Linked DNA regions of Mus musculus: region 1 is linked to region 2. The links are chromatin contacts, called in public ChIA-PET maps. All regions are on one chromosome and are shown on one strand. The core of a region is the stretch at or near the end of the contact, and the rest is flanking DNA. Distances in the headings are between cores, read along the strand shown.

What was found. ChIA-PET counts read pairs in DNA pulled down with a chosen protein or histone mark.
Region 1: a contact with region 2 is called in an RNA polymerase II ChIA-PET map of effector CD8 T cells, with 9 read pairs. The contact joins two enhancer-like sites. A contact is called at or near these places in 1 of 15 datasets of contacts at CTCF or cohesin (CD8 T cells) and 5 of 115 datasets of contacts at active chromatin or transcription factors (CD8 T cells, DN3 thymocytes, Th17 cells and 2 more).

Annotation. Positions count from the first base shown.
Region 1 is chr17:52,167,207-52,169,906 of GRCm38.p6, forward strand. No RefSeq gene overlaps it. Among named protein-coding and RNA genes, the nearest start is that of Gm19585, 19 kb to the left of the region's middle. Within about 2 kb of position 1,300, at least 82 of the 459 cell types and tissues checked have an H3K27ac peak or open chromatin away from gene starts, as enhancers often do. A contact at or near this core is called in CD8 T cells, effector CD8 T cells and regulatory T cells, where this site is marked.
Region 2 is chr17:51,854,011-51,856,710 of GRCm38.p6, forward strand. No RefSeq gene overlaps it. Among named protein-coding and RNA genes, the nearest start is that of Satb1, 23 kb to the left of the region's middle. Within about 2 kb of position 1,426, at least 24 of the 459 cell types and tissues checked have an H3K27ac peak or open chromatin away from gene starts, as enhancers often do. A contact at or near this core is called in CD8 T cells, effector CD8 T cells and regulatory T cells, where this site is marked.

The DNA.
Region 1 (2,700 bases), core at 50-2,549, 310 kb after region 2:
TGATAGTTCCTGGAGGGAGAACTCAGTGCCTCAGGCTTGGCAGAATGTACCTTTACCCACTGAGCCATATTCAGAAGAGTCACCATGACAAGGGATGTGAATGATCAAGACACCATGCTCTGGCCTTGCTCATAGTGGCTTTCACTGCAGCTTGGTCAGATCTCTTGCTGACAGAAGCATTCAGTTCTCCGCTGTGACATGTGTTCATAGTAACCTGTTTCCCTGTAAAGTGACAGGGTGGGTTCTCGGGGGATCTGACAATAGAGGGAACACCGTACCAAGTTGGATTTGTTTGTCTCCTTATCCCCACTATATTACGTTGTCCAAGCTCCTATCGTTATGTATCTTTTTACACAGCCCATATAAATGATTTCAGGCCATTTTCTTTAAGAAAAACTAATGCCTCTGGCAATTTTCAGACAACTAACATAATCATTAAAAAAAAAGAAGAGTAACAAAAACATAGAACGAAGGCTAGGCTTTTAAAATGTTATAAAAACAGACTTCATTTCCAGTTTCCTAAGGGTTATCATAGGAGCGGTAGGTTTTGGTGACTATAAAAATGAGGGAAATACATTGGAGGTGGCATCTGAAAACAATGTGCTAAAAAGCTTTTTAAGCAGGCATTTTACGCAGAGTGGATACCCAAAATGGGATTTAGAGGATTTGAGGGGGATGTGTTTCTTGGCATTTAATGTTCAAGGAGTAAGCATGGAAAAAAATGGGCGAGTTGGTTCAAAGAATTTTGGAGAGAAATGGTACATTATCAGAGGGAGAGCTGGGAGGGTGGAGCAATGGCTTTAAATATTTTGACTTGAAGAGTTACCTCCTTTTACATGCATTCAATCTCAAATGACTGTCTTTGCCCAACGCTACCCCCATCCCACATTAGTGAGGTCTGTACTTGTGGACTTCTGGTATTAGAAGAGACTTATATTTAATAGTTTGTAGTTTGGTTGGTTTCAAAGGATGAGCAACCCAGTTCCCCTTTTCCTAACCCAGGGGCATCTGTGCGTTCCTCCCACCAGCCACTTCAAACCAGTTTCTCCTTGCTCTTCTGTATTTTGGTTAATGTAGCCGTCACTTGCGTAGTCACTGGACATGAGACCACAGCATTGTCTGACCTCACGTTTGTGATATCATACTGAATGACTGTTCAGATACTGAAGTGGGCAGGTATTCCTCAGAACTGAGCACGGGTGAAGCAGCCAAGAATTGCACTCTCATGCACAGTCTGTCTCTGCAGCATGTAGGTGGGCCCCAGATCCTGTATTCTCAAAAAGCTCCAGTGGTTGCCACATTTCTGTGGTGATGGTTTCATCATGAGGAGCAATGCATGATGTGTAAGGAATGTGGTTGGCTTTATGTTCACGTCACTCCTCCTTTCTGTGCCCTGTTTTGGAGATGTCCTCAGACCACTTGGACTAGAAGGATGATACTAAGTGTATTACTGCCAGTAATTGTTTTTAAAGGAACGAAATGAAAAATATTTTGAGAACTTCCCTAAGCACACACACACATGCACCCCGCAAAACCCCCCTCCCCCAATACACACACACACTCACACGGAGAGGAAGTGGCACTCAATTGTACTCTGACAGCTGTTTGCATCTCTTTCTGTTAACCATTGTTACATGCTTTCTTCAGTCATAATTTGTCCCTGCAACTGTTTTTGAGGGTTCAACTACATGTGAGATTCTAAGCTACACTCAGGGAGTGAAAACAATTTCATATCATCAGTTTACAGACTTGTGTAGGAAAACAGTCAAGTAAAAAGAAAGGGACAGTGACGTGGATACTCTCCTTCTCCTAGAACACTCTTCACGCTGTTCTAAATGACCCAGACCTTCATGGATGCACATGTTATGATGCTGAATGGGTCTCCGTAACAGTCTGATTATGTAGTGATGCCTCCTTAAATGTGAAGACAGATCTTGGCCTTTATTCATGTCTAGATGGGTGCATTTCATGTAGAAGTACTTGAGGTTGTGTGAGCCATCGAGGGGTTCTATATCGACATGTCTATTCTGGTTCTGTGGAACATCTGTGGTCACATTGTGATCTCTATAAATTCCACTTTCAATGACCAAATACGTATTAGACAAACTTTCCAAATGAAAGGACATCCATTATTAGTTATGATTAACTTATTAAATGTGTGTGTGTGCTCGCTCGAGTATGGATGCATATTTGTGCGTAAAAATGTAGGTGCAATTATACAATGGCAAACATGCTGATGTCTAATGGTAACTTTTAGGATCCCTCCCCTTCCACCTTGGAGAGGGAGGCAGTATCTCTGAAAAATGAAGTGTAAAAATTTGCACAGCAGTGAACGGACTTAGAGTGTATAATACTAAGCAAGATCATAATACACTCTCAAAGAGAAACAAGCTGTAATTCTCTGTCATATGTAGGATCCAGCCAATTATTTATGTACATATGTGACCAAATGTACATGAGGGTATAGGAGAATGTGAAGAGAGGAGAACACAAAAGATTAAATATAAGGAGATGAGGAAGGCTATAGACACGAAATATGAAAAAGAAGATAACATTAATTGTTTTACTAGCTCTAACTCTGTCATGAAATTGTTTTCTTTTATTTGTTTTGTTTTTTGATAGAGAATAAGTGCATAGAATATACTCAACACATAAAGTGTAAAATATCATGTGAAGCATCACAGCTTCCATTTTGAATGC
Region 2 (2,700 bases), core at 176-2,675:
TTTAAGTGTTTGATGAAATAATCAGCTGTCGATTTGCATGAGTCCCTGACCTGAATGAGTGACTGACGGAATGAGTCATAGGACAGCAGAGTAGAAAAGAGACTGAAAACAGGGAAGGAGGACTTCCGCTCTGAAAATGTGACCTAGAGCTAAGAGTCTGGAATGCAGATGTGGTTTCCCGGAAGGGGAGAGGCAGTATGGCCTGTGAGCTGGCAGCAGTCAGCAATCTTATCTCTAGGAGTTTAAAAGAAATGTAACCCCTCACTTATAACCGAATGTGCTTCTCAGGGTGAGAACAGCACACTGTGTTTTTAGCACTTTCTCTGGGTTAGGTTGTGTTGTAAATCCCACACTAATGCAAGTTCTAGCATGAAAGATCAAGGTCATATTTCTAGGATCTCCATGCAGGAGGTTATATCTAAGAGATACTTGCTGTACTATGAGGCTATGGCTTAGGACAACTCAAGTTTCAGGCTCCAAGTTGCAGTATGTAGTTAGTCCATACATAAGAATATCCCAAGTTCAAACAAAAGACACATGGGAATGTTAGCAAACACACTAGATTTTGGACCCCAGAGTTGACGTTTTTAGTTTTCTAATTCCAAATAATGTCCACATAATCACCTAGGCCCAGAGTGGATAGGGAATAACCTGGCCCTGGGGAACTGGATGTCTGTGGCATCTGGTAAAGATGGAGTTTCAGTAGAAATAAGAGAGACCCCAGCCTTCCTGACCCTGTAAGACACTAAGTGCACAGAACCACTGAAATCAAGTAGACACCTGCTCCTAACAGGCCCTGCAGAACACACTCGAGGGTGGGAAGCAGGGTCACATTTCCTGGAAGAGAAATGAGCTTCCAGGAAAACTTTTATCCTACTGGGAAAATGAGTCATGACAAAACGATTTATGATGAGTGATTGTGTGGGACACCGAGAGAGCAGGTGTGAGCAGCTGAGGTTGATACAGTGACACATCCAGACCAGTAAGGTGATAGGCATCCCAGGAACTTATACTGCCCTGGAATTATAGCTTTGTTCCAGCACACCCAACTGAGAAAGACTTGAAGGACAGTCTGGGTCAAAGAAGGGTAGCTGGTCCCTATGTGACGCCCTACCACCTAAACCTGGCGAGAAAGCACGGTGAAAGTATAAAAATTACTACAGTTAATCTTGATTGTCAAAAGCAGCTAGCAACATAGGTCTGGAAAGCCTGCTCAAAAAGCAGATTTTCAGTTAGGTGTTGTAGTGGGCCTGTAATCTCAATCCTCAGGAGACTGAGGCAGGGAAGTTATTAGTTCTAGGTCAGCCAGGGTCCCATCTCAGACCCATTGCAAAGAAAATGAAACAAACAGCAAAAACTAACGTCTAGGAAGGGGGTGAGAAAGGAAGGAAGGTTCTTGAGCCACACCCTAGACCTACTGTCTCTGAACTGCACATGGCCAAGGGCCCTGGGTGACTTGTGTGCACGTCAGTAGTGATTACCTTAGGAAGCCTTCACCTAGCAATCGGCATCCCCTAGTAAGGTTACACAGTACATAAGGTGGTTACTCTGCAGGCTGATCAGCTCTGAAGCTGAAACCAGATCAGCCCTCCTGGAAAGCATCAGGAAGATTAAACTCATAGCCCAGGCAGAGAGAGAGAGAGAGAGAGAGAGAGAAAGAGAGAGAGAGAGAGAGAGAGAGAGAGAAGAGTAAATGGTACCACTTAACTAAGAGGGAACTCCTGCCTCCGGCAAGCAAGTTAGAACATGCACCAACTTGGCCATGATAGCTAGGAACTGTGTGGTGAGACTGAACTAGCAAGCTGCTCACTTAGTAACTATGTAACTAGAATCTAAGGATTCTAAACTGATGTGGGCTCCAAAAATGGGTTGAGCTTGGGAAAGTGGAGCCATAAGTCGTATGGGTAAACAGCAGCAAAAAAACCCTATCTACTAACGGTGCCATCTTGCCATCTTGGTCCCTAAAGAAAGCTCCATTTCCTATTTCTCTTTACCTGATCTGAATTCCTTAGGCCCAGTTCTGGAGTCGCGCAGGGACAATAAACATTTAATTAATAGTTCCATTCTCCTGCAGCCTGAACATAGTTGGTTCACTTTGAGCTTTCAAGCCAGATGTTGTTAAAGTCAAACATGCTTCCGACTCTCAATCTCGGAGGGCTTGTTAAAACACAGTTTGTTGGGCCTCCTCCCAGGGTTTCTGATTCAGTATATCTTGGGTGGAGTCCTAGAATTTACATTTCTAATAAGTTCCCAGATAGTGTTGATAGGTCTGGTCCACAATTCAAACTCCAACACCTCCAGTGCAACCCATTTGGAGTTGAATTCCTAGCCGCCAAGGGCAGTGGCTTAGTAAAGCTTTGGGATGATAATTCTTAAACTGATTTGTCTTCCCAGTTGGTTGTGAACCACGTATGGTAGGTAAACTGTGCCACAAGGAACTTACCATGCCAGTTCAACACACCCAAACTGGGCTGTGCCCTAATCACTCATGCATGTCCTCTGATAAAGAATAAGGATGTCTTGACAATATCAATCTGTAGCAGAACTAACCTTCCTTCCTTCCTTTCTTTCATTGTATATTTTTTATTACGATTTATTTTACTTAAATGAGTACACTGTCACTATCTTCAGACATATTAGAAAGGGCATCAGACCCCATTATAGATGGTTGTGAGCCACTATGTGGTTTCTGGGTATTAA